Regions from separate parts of the Ovis aries genome. Here region 2 is linked to region 1. Evidence: chromatin contacts called from public Hi-C data. All regions are on one chromosome and are shown on one strand. Each heading gives the region's core, a stretch centred on a gene start, on an enhancer-like site or on the middle of the called end of the contact. The rest is flanking DNA. Distances are from core to core; before and after follow the strand shown.

The links. Hi-C and Micro-C count contacts between places; a contact is called where the count stands out from the background.
Region 2: a contact with region 1 is called in a Hi-C map of mixed tissues, with 4 times the contacts expected there. The contact joins two enhancer-like sites. A contact is called at or near these places in 7 of 16 Hi-C or Micro-C datasets (blood, hypothalamus, liver and 3 more).

The regions. Positions count from the first base shown.
Region 1 is chr2:7,174,891-7,181,458 of ARS-UI_Ramb_v3.0, forward strand. The region is part of intron 18 of ASTN2 (astrotactin 2); the gene reads left to right. Among named protein-coding and RNA genes, the nearest start is that of TRIM32, 100 kb to the left of the region's middle. Within about 2 kb of position 2,826, at least 13 of the 54 cell types and tissues checked have an H3K27ac peak or open chromatin away from gene starts, as enhancers often do.
Region 2 is chr2:8,158,816-8,165,383 of ARS-UI_Ramb_v3.0, forward strand. No RefSeq gene overlaps it. Among named protein-coding and RNA genes, the nearest start is that of TRNAS-GGA, 460 kb to the right of the region's middle. Within about 2 kb of position 2,311, at least 4 of the 54 cell types and tissues checked have an H3K27ac peak or open chromatin away from gene starts, as enhancers often do.

The sequences.
Region 1 (6,568 bases), core at 1,576-4,075:
ACAGGCTAAATCCAGGTAGAAGTTCACAGGTGCCTTCCTCTGGGATAGGTGAGCTCTTTGCTCAGGGTATCTCAAATGCGGGCAGCGTGCCCTCTGTAAAGCTGCAGGAAGCTCACCCTCAAGGTTTGGAACACAGCTGAGGGGGGTTGAGGTGAAGTGGGAGGCAGAAAGGGGACAGTTATGAGCAGACCTGGGCCATGGAGCTGGCCTCAGAGTGCCTTGGTCATTGCACGTGTGTACAAAGGTTCTCCTAGTCCAGAAAGGCCACATCCCCTCTCCCTTCCATCTGCCTCTGCAAACAAGGCCCCTGGACTACCTGCCTATTTTGCAAACAACATTCTATTGCAATACTACCTACATCCATTCATTCCCATTTTGTCTACGGCTGTTTTCACACTACAACAGCAATGTCAAGTATTTGCAACAGAGACTGGATGGCTCACATGAAAATATTTTCTATCTGACCCTTTGCAGTAAAAAAAAATTGCTGATGCCTCATCTGACCGAGACTTCTCCATCCTTCGGAGCAAAACTTAAATTCACCTCCTCCAGGAAGCTCTCCCTGACCTTCCTGGTTCTCACTGAGGGTACTCATCTCCCATATTGCAGTGCCACTTATTATCCACTAATTATTACTCTCATATTTCCCCTCTTGCTTCCCTGGTGGCTCAGAGGTTAAAGCGTCTGCCTCCAATGTGGGAGACGCGGGTTTGATCCCTGGGTCGGGAAGATCCCTTGGAGAAGGAAATGGCAATCCACTCCAGTCTTCTTGCCTGGAGAATCCCATGGACGGAGAAGCCTAGTAGGTTACAGTCCATGGGGTCGCAAAGAGTCGGACACGACTGAGCGACTTCACCTTCGCATGAGTACTTTTAAAAAGGTTTCTCTAAGTACATTGTACCACTCTTGTGGGCAGGGACCACATTTTAAACTTTCTGTCAAGCTGTGTTAAATAGCAGTTAGCAGAGTAGAAGTCTATGTGTTTTGTAGAGAGACATGCCTGGTATCAAGTCTTGCTCTTTCCCTTGCAAGTGTCATGACTTGGGACAAGTCACCGTGTCTCTCGGAGCCTCCCTTCTCATCTGTAGTCTAGCTGGATGACACAAGCACACCCCATCCAGATTACTGGCAGATCCAAAGAAACAAAACCTACAAAAGTCAAAACAAAACAGCGCACTGTTGCTGTGGGGAATGGAAACTAATAGTAATTGACTTACGCTACTGGGTATCTTGCTTTGGCAATGTGTAAATTTAAAATTTTCTCCCATGAGATAGTTAGGGAGTTTGGGATGGACATGTGCTCAGTGAAGTCAAATGGATAACCAATAAGGACCTACTGGACAGCACAGGACACTCTGCTCAGCGTTATATGGCGACCTGGGTGGGAGGGGAGTTTGGGGGAGAATGGATACCTATATATGTATGACTGAGTTCCTTTGCTATCCACCTGAAGCTATCACAACATTGTTAATTGGCTATCCTCCAATATAAAACAAAAAGTATTTTTTAATTAAAAAAATTTTTCTTCTCCTATGGATGTCTAGGAGGGAAAAAAATTCCATTATTCAAGTATTTTGAGAAACACTGCATGTAGCTGCCCCCTTTCTCAGAAATTCATAAGATGAATTCTCATATTAAAAGCTCTGTGGGAAATAAATCTGTTTAACTTTATTTAACCCTGTGTTTTGCAAATTTATTTGGCCACACCTTGAGATAACTATTCATGCCTCATGAGAGGTAAGCTCTGAAAATATACTTTCAGCTGATTGGGCCAAGTGGTCCTTGGGTCTCCAGCAAGCCTGTCATACTGAGTTTGCAGAAATAACTTCTGCTTATCAATCTCCTCTTTAATCAACTGGAAGAAGGAAGGCAATGAAAACCCACATTTTTGTATAAAAATAGTGCCATTTAGATCTGTTTGTTCTATAAGTCAACAAGTAGTCCACACACATGCCCCCATGTCCCAGGGATATTTGCCACAGAGGCCACTGGAGAGTTCTGCATTTGGGGGTGTGTGTGTGTGTGTGTGTGTGTTTGCACTAGTGCCCACATGGGCCTGTGGCTCCTTCCTCCTCCTGCCAAGGTTCTTAGAATCACCTACCAGAGGCATTGCAAGTCCTGGTACATCCATAACTTCCTTTTCTTCCACTAAGTGAAGACCTCTCACAAGTCCCCCTTTGACCTCCTTGGATTCAATCCCCTGGAAAAGTGTCCCTTTTCGCTTTGCACAGTTGACCCCCACCCCCCCTCTTTCTGGAACTGGAACCCTTGGGTCTCAACCGTGGGTCTCTGTGGAAGGGGGAAATTGAGGCCTTGGGGAATTACTTGGAGGATGGTGAGGGGGGTGGTGTGCATGAAATCACTGGGTAGGTGTGGGTTTGAGGTTCTAAACTGGTGACTATGAATTGAGAGCAGCTGGTACTTCGGCCGGCGGGGGCCCGCACACTTTGCAGTCTCTTTCGATGGGGCTGTGACCCGAGGAGGCTGCCAAGGGAGTCTTCCCTACCGCCTGCCCAGGCCGCCGCTGCTGTGCATGCACTGCCTCAGGACCCTGAACGACACCCTCTTTCTTCTCAAAAGCATCTTGCTTGGCATCAGAAATGATATTGTCATCTCAGCCTTTGTTAAAGAGCTTGGAAAGTCCTTAGGAAGAGCCAGAAAGGGAAGAGGAAGCCCCGGTCGCGAGTGTGTGGGGGCCGGGTGTGTGTGGGGTCCACGGCCGACAGAGGGCGCTCCCACACCACGCAACGCTGACGGCCAGGCTCCCGCCGGCCGGGGAGAGAGGGGGCCGGCTGACCTTTCTCGGGTTGCCAGAGCAGCGGAGGTGTCAGCTGAGAACGGTCACAGCCTGGGGAGGAGAGGGGAGGGAGCGAGGGAGGCTGGGGCACCCGAAGGGGAGGAAGAGCCGGCGGAGAAACACAGGCACGCATTTCACGGAGACCGGGACTCAGGAGACAGGCAGCTTACGCCTGCGCGCCTACAAACGGCACGTGCAGTAAACACCACACAGACACAGCGCACAGCCCAGGTTTTGTTTTCTTTTTTCTAAATCACACAGGATGCAGAACCACAACATGAATGCAATCCATAGTACGCAGATACACACAACATGGCCCCCTCGCCCAGCTAAGCCACAACAAAGACAACACACAGACACACACGTGTAAACACATCTCCCCCAGGCAGATTCAGCCATGTACCATATGCAAAAGGCAGATAACGAAGACCCGCATGGTAAGCACGCATGCACACACAGAGACACACAGCCTGGGGATAGCCCACCACCGCAACAGACATCCTCAGAGACGCATCACAGACAAGCAACAGAAGCACGCGTGATGCGTAAACATGGCCAGCTCCCCACAGGCGGACTGTAAAGACATATGTTACGTACCATATGCCACGCCGATCCACCCAGCGCAGACAGGCGTGCCGATCACACGAGGTGTCATCCGCTTGCAGAGCACACAGCACACACAGCTCACACTCACTGTGTGGGCACAGGTCCACAGGCATCAGAAGCACTCGGAGTTCAGTAAATGTTTCTATAAGAGAAAAGAGAAGGAGGCCAGAAACGGGGTAAGAGAAGAGGACGAGGGTTGAGAAAGAGGGAAGAAAGGACAGGGAGATGAGAGAGGAGGGCCAGAGACCAGGTCTGGGGCTCCACTCGCCTCTCCTCCTCCCCACTCCTCACCCGTCACTGGAGCAGAGAGCAAGCCAGCTTCTGGTGGGGACCCTGGGGGAGGCCACACCGACTTGGTGGCTACAGCTGGGATGGATGGTGGCCCCTGTGAACGTGAGCCACCAGCGTGGGGGCAGGGTCAGAGGCACCACACCACAGCTCCGTCTCCCTGGGGCCCTGCAGCTCCAGGGAGACCTGCCCCGACCCACGCCATCTCATTTAATCCTGATCTATGAGCTGTGTACAGTCCACAGTCTGACTGGCCCCTGGCCCCAGGATCACCAAGAAACGATTACCAGACTCAGGGTAGATTTCATTCTCCCCTCTGAAAGTGCACTTTTTTCAAAATAAAAACAGACAACTTGAGCAATCCTATCAGGGGCTGTCCCTCCAGAGAGGACAGGGCAGATCAGGATGGTAAAGGGCTCCTACAAGCTTGCTTATCACATAGGAAAGTATAAGCCTCTTCTTGGAAGCGTGGGGTTTCCAGTGAAGCAGCTTCAGAGCAGCAGACCCTCTCGAGCAGCCATCCTCGTTTTGGCCAGGGCAGGGCCCCAGGATATAGAAACAGGAGACGCAAAACCTGTCTTCCAAAATGTACAGCATAAGGGGGGATAGACAGCATCTTCGACTCAATGGACACGAGTCTGAGCAAACTTGGGAGAGACAGTGAAGGACAGGGAAGCCTGGCGTGCTGCAGTCCACGGGGTCGTGAAGAGTCGTAGGTGACTGACCGAACAACAGCAGGATAGAGACACAGAATGGTAAGTGAACAAAGGGTTAAGTGAACGTATAGAAGAATGTATAGAATTTAGTTCCTTTTATATTGATTAGGAAAAAAGAGGGCAAAGGGGTGAACATTAATTGAAAATCTACCACACACACTGTGCTGGGTACTGTGCATCCATTATCTTGTTTACAGCTCATAAAACAAACTCTGGAAAACAGGGCTTAGCAGCTCCATGTTACGGATGAAGAAACCAAGGCTGCAGATGTAAAGCTGCCTGCACAAAGCTGCACAGTGAGAGGTCTGGATTCAAACCCGTCAGCTTGACTTCAAGCACTACCTCTACTTCACTGTGTGGTAATAATTATTTCCCCTGGCTTTTCAGATCTCTAGTGAGAGTCAGCAGAAAGGGGAGAGAGACGGTCTCAGCAAAGTAACTCTGAGTTAGCTGGCCTGAGGGCATACTTTACATTCTCCCAACAGCAAGAGGGAATCTTGGGTGATAAAGTTGCTGGTCGTTCTGCAAGAGCCTATGTCCTCCAGTTTCTGGGCCTGACATCAGGTCCCTGACTTGGGTGCTGATATGTGGTTCCCATGTTCCTGATGAGACCCACCATCCTTGTGTGCTTCAGCCTTTGGCTCCGTCAGGATTCTGCCTGCTGTTTGAAGTGGGTGTTAGGGATGGATCTCTAGCTTCCCAGATTTCTCTAGTGGTCTGCAGAGCCTCCTGATGAGGATGAAAGAGGAGAGTGAAAAAGCTGGCTTGAAACACAACATTAAAAAACTAAGATCATGGCATTGGGTCCCATCACTTCATGGCAAACAGGAGAGGGAAAAATGGAAGCAGTGATAGATTTTATTTTCTTGGGCTCCCAAATCACTGTGGATGTTGACTGCAGCCATGAATTTCAGACACTTCCTCCTTGGAAGAAAAGCTATGACAGACCTAGACAGCATATTAAAAAGCAAAGGCATCACTTTGCCAACAAAAGTCCCTATGTCAAAGCTATGGCTTTTCCAGTAGTCATGTATGGATGTGAGAGTTGGACCACAAAGAAGGCTGAGTGTCAAAAAATGGATGCTTTCAAATTGTGGTGTTGGAGACGACTCTTGAGAGTCCCTTGGACAGCAAGGAGATCAAACCAGTCAATCCTAAAAGAAATTAACCCTCAATATTCAATGGAAGGCATGATGCTGAAGCTGATGCTCCAGTATTTTGGCCTCCTGATGCAAAGAGCCAACTCATTGGAAAAGACCCTGATGCTGGGAAAGATTGAAGGCAGGAGGAGAAGGGGATGGTAGAGGATGAGATGCTTGGATGGCCTCACCAATTCAGTGGAGATGACTCTGAGCAGACTCTGGGGGATAGTGAAGGACAGGGAAGCATGACATGCTGCAGTCCATGGGATCGCAGAGTTGGACACAACTTAGCAACTGAACAACAGCAACGACTGTAGATCCAGAAAGAAGAAATAGCAAGAGAACCAGGGAGCCCTGTGTGGCCTAAAGCTAAGGAGAGCTGAATCCTGTTTTCCAGTGCATGGTCTGGAGCTCATCTTTCTGTTCTCTAAGTGCCTGTTGTGGGTTATTGGATAACTGCAGGGGTGGAAGGAACATTTGGGATCATCTAGTGATGGACACAGAGAAGGCGATGGCACCCCCACTCCACTGCTCTTGCCTGGAAAATCCCATGGGTGGAGGAGCCTGGTAGGCTATAGTCCATGGGGTTGCGAAGAGTCTGACTGAGCGACTTCACCTTCACTTTTCACTTCCATGCATTGGAGAAGGAAATGGCAACCCACTCCAGTACTCTTGCCTGGAGAATCCCAGGGACGGGGGAGCCTGGTGGGCTGCCGTCCATGGGGTCGCACAGAGTCGGACACGACTGAAGCGACTTAGCAGGAGCAGCAGCAGTGATGGACAGCTGAGGTCCAATAACATACCTCAGCTTATTACTGCTGTGCTTTCATTGGGCTTCCCTGGTGGCTCAGACAGTAAAGATTCCACCTGCAATGTGGGAGACACAGGTTCGATCCCTGGGTTGGGAAGGTCTCCTGGAGGAGGGCATGGCAACCCACTCCAGTATTCTTGCCTGGAGAATCCCCATGGATAGAGGAGTCTGGTGGGCTACAGTCCAGGAGGTTGCAAAGAGTTGGACA
Region 2 (6,568 bases), core at 1,061-3,560, 980 kb after region 1:
TTTTTTCCCTTTTTTTTTTCCTTTCCGTACTTCCTGTATAATCTTCAAAATAAAGGAGGGACAAGAGATGTACAAGTTAATATTTCAACATTAGGGATGAGAGATTTATTCAAGCATGTAGTGCTGATTGATTGAGAAATACACACCAGTCTTTGAGAATCTGTATCAATAAAAAAAAGATGTCTTTATGACATATTCTTGCAATCAGTTTGAAGTAATAAACATCCCCTGGGTTTGTTTTATTTCTATTTTATCCTAGCAACAATTAACCCATTAGTTAAGAGAACAGACTCTGGATCCAGACAGATAAGGACTAAATCCTGGCTCCTCTCCTTACCAGCTATGTGACTTTGATCGTGTTATTACATTTCTGAACCTCCCTCTTTAGGATAGAAATTATTAAGATATAAAATTCACAAGGTTTATAGGGATATAATATTAAATGCCATTTGTATTTCATCACAAATAGCTTGGCTCATAATAAACTCATTGACCTGTAGTTATTGTTGTTGCTGCCATCGCTGTTATATTGTATTCTTTCAGTTAATAATTCAGGGCACCCAGGGAGATGCTCCGCCTAAAAATAAAGCGACGTTGAATCCTTTTGCCTGGGCATGAGGAAGTCTCACTCCTTTTATGTCATTTTGTTATTAATTGTGTGATTGGGTCAACATATTCCTGTCTGGCCCTCGTTGCCCCATATTTCAGAGTCTTTTCTATTTCATGGGATGAAGATCTGCTCCCCACCAGTCTTAAACAAAGGGTGGGTATTACAGGTTTAGGTCATTCAAACCTTCATAGGTAGTCTCTTCTCTAGATTCAGCTTGTTCCAGGGCTCAAAATACATCAAGAAATCTGCGTTTTTCTCAGCACTGCTGAAATCTGTTCTTCTCAACATTCACTTCATTCCCAAATTCCACATGGCGGCAATATAGTTGACAACAGGTCCAGACCTAAATGCCTTCAGCTTCAATTTCAGTGAAAAGAGATCACTTCTTCTCCCTAAACAGATCCAACAAAATAGCTTGGCCTGATTCTCATAGGCACAGATTAACTCACATACCCATCTTGACCCAATCCCTGTGGACAGGAGGAGGGAGCACAATGCTTAATTTAACCTTGGGTCCTATGCCATGACTGAAGATGGAGGGAAGATAGTCCTGTTCGTATAACCAACGGTCAAGAAGTGGATAGCATACTTTTATTATCTCATGGTTTTACGATATTAGAAGTTCAGGCACTGCATAAACATTAATTAGTTCTCTGCTCAAAGTCTCACCAGGCTGAAAGCAAAGTGTCAGTCAGCCAGGCCTGTAGTCTCACCTGAGACTCAGAGTCCTCTTCCAAGTTCACGTGGTTGTTGATAGAATTCACATCCTTTTGGCCATGTGACGGAAGCCCCTGTTTTTTTGCTGGCTTTTGGCAGGGACCTCTCTCAGCTCTTAGAGGCCATCCTGAGGTCCTTCACACTTGGCCCCAGCCTCACAATAAGACAGTGTTCTTTGTCCTAAAGTCAGCAAGTATGTCTCTCTTTTTTTAATGGCTTCACCTTTTTGTAAATGACTCATCAGATTAGATCTGGTAACCCAGATAATCTCCTTTTGATCAACTCAAAGTTGACTGATTGTCAATCTATTATAATTACCATTGTATCCCATTGGTTTTTGTTACACATAGAATGTATACAGGGGCAGAAGTTTTTGTGCCATCTTGGAATTCTGTCCAACCAAAGGACAATGGGAGTTTGGTTTAAAAAAGGAGATTAAATATTAGGTAACCAGGAAAACAAAATCCTTCATTCCCTTAAAAACAAACAAACAAACAAACAAAAAACAACAGCAACAACAACAAAAAAAAGCTCTGGGATTGGCCCAGATTATCTCTAACATCACTTTCGATTCATGCTTAATTTTTTGAATCAAATATAGAATCTAAATATTTCCAATGCAGTTGGGGGAGTTAGCAGTAACTTTGTATGAAAGTCACTAGAAACAAAGAGCAAATTCTTTAAAAATGTCATCTTACTGAGTGTTTTCTAAGCAATTTCTGCAATCCTCCCCCTTTGGGGGGCATCTCTTGCCTACCCCATTAATATTTTCTGACTTGCTGTTGACAGCTCATTTTTTACAAGACTGGAAGGACACAGTCTAATCTAAGACCCAAGGGGGTTGAAGGAGCCTTCCTGGAATATGGCCCTGACCCAGCAAGCGAGTCACCTTCTCCAAATTCTTCGAGCTTGAGCTATGGTTTATCTCTAGCCCCTTGTTTTTGGCAGTGGAGAAGGAGGATGTGGTCAGGATCGCAAAGGCATTACTCAGAGCCAATTTGGTTCAGAGGAAAGAACAAGGACTGAGATCTGTTTCTGCATGGCTCCATTTCTGTCTGCAAATGATTCCCAGAGGACTGCCTTCAGGAACTAAGCCTTAGTTAGGAGCTGACTGACCAGCAAGATTTGAACACAGATCTCACAGTCCTGGCCTTTCCCCATGAGTAAGCGGAAAAGAAGATGTGGGAGAGCAAACCACCTCTTCCTTGGGAGCAAAGTTCAGTACAATGTCTCAGGTTCACTGGACCAAAGTTTCATAAGCGATGGAGCATCTACCTGAGTTGGAACAGCATCTATGTCCTCTGTATGCTGACTGCACACAGTGGGGGACCAGAGAAGGCCTCTGTCATGGAGGAGCTAACAACCAACTGGCTGAGATTCATGACTGTGTTTGGACAATTCCAGCGAAATGTAAAATATTATTGCAGAAGGAAATGCAAGGCATAGCCTTTAATAGGAACCAGGTAAAGGAACCAGGGAAGGCTTTCTAAAGAAAGGTAGTGCCTGAGTTGAGCTTAAGGAATAGACAGGTGTTAGCTAGGTCAGAAAGGCACTCTGAGATGAGCAAAGCAGCACAAGAAAAGGGTCTGTTGTGTAAACATCCAAGTGAATACAGAGAAAAATACAAGTAGGTTGATAGCATTGGGATATGAAGGTGGTTATGGCAGGAGAGAGGTGAACATGTGGAAAGAGCTGATATATACAAGTGAATGTGGGAAGGCCAGGAGAATCAAGTCTGAGTCTTATGTGCCACATTAAGAGCTTGGTCTTTGTCTTTTGGATTATAGAGTATCCCTTCCAGGTTTTGAGCAGAGCTGATATTTGTTTGTTTTGAATTCTTCTGTCTGTGGTGTATGGAACACATTTTAACAGTACGCAATTGTGGATATAAAGCTCTTGGTTCTTGACTATTGCGATGGTTCACATGAAAGATGGTGAATGTCTAAGCTACAGCATTGAGACTGGCGAAAAATAGGTTGGAGAGTATTTAGGGCGTAATATCTGCAAGATTGGTGATAGATTGGCTGTCATGTCTAATGGAGAAAAGAGCATCAATAACAACACCCCACTGACTTGCTAAAACGTTTCCTTTCGTGTATGTGACTCAGAGTCAAGTTCCACCAACACTTACTGAGCACTTATTATATCTCCAGCCTGTTTTAAACCCTTAAGTATACATTATCAATGTTACTTCCCAACAGATAACTCTATGGGACAACTGATAAGATAATGGAACCTTGAAGAAAGAACCAGCTTGTTTAAGATTAGCTAATAGAAGAGATAGAAGTAGTTTGTATTTGTTTCATAGAATAGATGGACTTTACTTGATGCTAGACCGCTGAAATGAGGCTTGTATAAACTCAAAAGGTATGCTTAGATTTGTTCCAAAGAGAAGCATAGGGGCATTAAAATGGTAGCTCTTATAGACCATTATCTTTGTGTCACCAGCTTGATTGGTTAAGTTTAGAGGCCTCCAGACCATTGTTTTTCCACTTTATCAACACATGGACATTACCTAGGTAGCTTTAAAAAACACTGCTCCCTATGCTCCATTCCGAAAGACTCTGATTGAGTTGTTTGGGGGTACAGCCTAGACATCGGGATATTTAAGATCTGCAGGTTATTATCACTTATAGCCAAGCCTGAGACTCGTAAGCCATGCTGCAAAACACGCAGCAAACGATCTTCTGCATTGAACTCCGTTCCTGACCCTGTCTCCCTTCTTCTGTCTTAGACGCTCTGACTCACGTGAGCCTCCTTCCCAGCAGAGCCCTCTCCCCCGCTGCAGCCTCCCCTCTGCTGGTGGTCCCATGCTCTCGGCCCAGATGGATCTGCTACCTAATTGCCTGCTTATTTGTCAAGTGGTTGTCCCCAGCAGATGTTCCCATGTGGGAATGTGAGGGCCAGCATCTGTACACAAACAGCTGATTGCGTCATGGTCTGCTTTTGATCTAGTCCTGATGGGGCACCTCCCAGGCCATGGATGATCCTCCAGAACTGACCTGAGCATGACTTTTCTGATCCCCTCTTTCCATCCCCACCCTTTCCATCCTTAGTGGCTTTAGAAGCTCTGCGTGTGCATTTTCAGATCTCTCTCCCTCCACCTTCTCCTTTCCTCCCCCAGTCCCTTCCTTCTTGCTCTTCTCCTCTTCCTCCTCCTTCTTCCTTCTGCTATTGGTGTTTCTCTTTGAATAACAATACTCAGCAGGAACCTCAGTGTCTTCATGGTACCAGTATGCTAGCTGAGACCCAGAAGGGGAAAAGGAAATTGGTTAGGACTAGAATATAGCCATTCAGGGACAAAGTTGACTTTTAGTTCTTTTATCTTCTGCCTTCCTTCATTATCACGTACTCATGACTATACTCAGACTCTCAGAAATATCCATGAGTTTGATGGCTGGTCCGAAAACCCCCTAGCTGTGTGGCTTTCAACAAGTTACTTCACCTAAAGAGAGTGATCATTTGCAAGACAGTGATCACGTATGACTCTCTGCATCATTTAAAATATATCATTAGTAACTTTTAAAAATACTGTGCATGAAGTACATAGCACCATATATAAAGAGTCATTTAAAAGTATGAAAACATGATGGAAAATGGATAATGATGATGAAGTGCGCTTGCATATCTATTAGATCCTTTCATGTTTTAATCCCTGTTACTGTTGCATGTTAGAAGAGTTCCCTTGGTCAAGTTAATTTATTTCTTTAAGTCTCCATTCCTTCATCTTAAAAATTAGGATGTAAGTAATGTTAACTTCACAGGGTTATAATATTTAGTGCTTATTACAACAGCCTGGCACCTAGTGAGCTTTTGAGATAACTGTGAAAGTTAGAGATGATGAGAAGAAAGAAGGAAAAGGGAAAAGAAGAAAAGGACCGCAACATTTTCTGTCATTCAGAGAGAGCATGAGGAGTCAGAACACTTAATTTTTAATCTTAGCTCTGAAAACCAAATTGCTACGTGATTGCTGATAAACTCCTCTTTTTGTCTATGCTTCAAAGATCTGAGGAAGGGGAGATGGTCTTTGAGCATTCTTTCAGACTGTGATCTTCTGTGTCTTAGCAAAGTTTTCTGCTTACCCTTCACTTCTCTCATCAGCCAAGGGATGGGACATTCAGGGTCCTTCCGGCTTCATAAAATCATCTGCCTTTGATATAGCCTTCCTTGTCTTCCTAAACCTTTGTGGTGTGACATCATTCCCACTGCTCTGGAGTCTGTTCAGAAGGAGGCGGCCTCATCTTTTCCTGAGACCCCCTTCCTTACATGTGGGGAGAGGGACCCAGGAATCCAGCCTTGGAGATGAACCGCTGAATGTTTTCCGAGATAATCCATGAGCTCCTTTTGAGAAGGCAGGGCTGTCAAGTGGAAACACTGACAGCAGCCTTGGTTCCAGCCATGTAAATACTATTACTGCAAAAACATATATTTAGCATCTATGACATCAGCTTGATTTACCTTGATTAACGGAGCAATTTGCTGTACATTTTTCCAAATGCTGTAATCAATTAGAACTCAAAATAGATTAGAAAACCCTCTATGGTGTGGCCACCATCCAAAAAAACTAATCCATCATAAAATATATGTATGTATCCTTTTCCAGCCATGGCGTGGATAAAGATTTGTGTCCTGGAGGAACTCAGTGGTTCAGATTTGTACAGTGGGGCATCAGGTACTTTTTCCTTCAGCCATTATTAAAGGCACATTGGGGGAAAGGATGTTTGTGGATGTTACTCCAGTTTTGTGCAGCTTCTCATCTCCCTACTTACTGATGCTTCCCTGCCTAACTTCACTATTTGTTTATAAACGACCCAAGTGGTTATAGACCCCCTGGAGCAACAGGATAGAGTCTGACTCTTTAGACTGGCATTGACAGCCCTTTAAAATAAGATTCTATATTACTCTTTCAAATTCTCCTCTTCCTGTGTCCCTATGCATGTACTTTATCCTCCTCAGAGCTACCTCCACCCCAAGCATATGCTATATTTCCTTACAACTCTGTGTTTCCACTTACAGTTCTCTCAGCTTGTATTAGAATGAAGAATTAGTGTTTACTGAGTATTTACTATAGATGAGGCACCGGGTTAAATGTTCACCATATATTATTGCCCTTCAGTTCAGTTCAGCTCAGTTCAGTCACTCAGTCGTGTCCCATTCTTTGCAACCCCATGAATCGCAGCACGCCAGGCCTCCCTGTCTATCACCATCTCCTGGAGTTCACTCAGACTCATGTCCATCGAG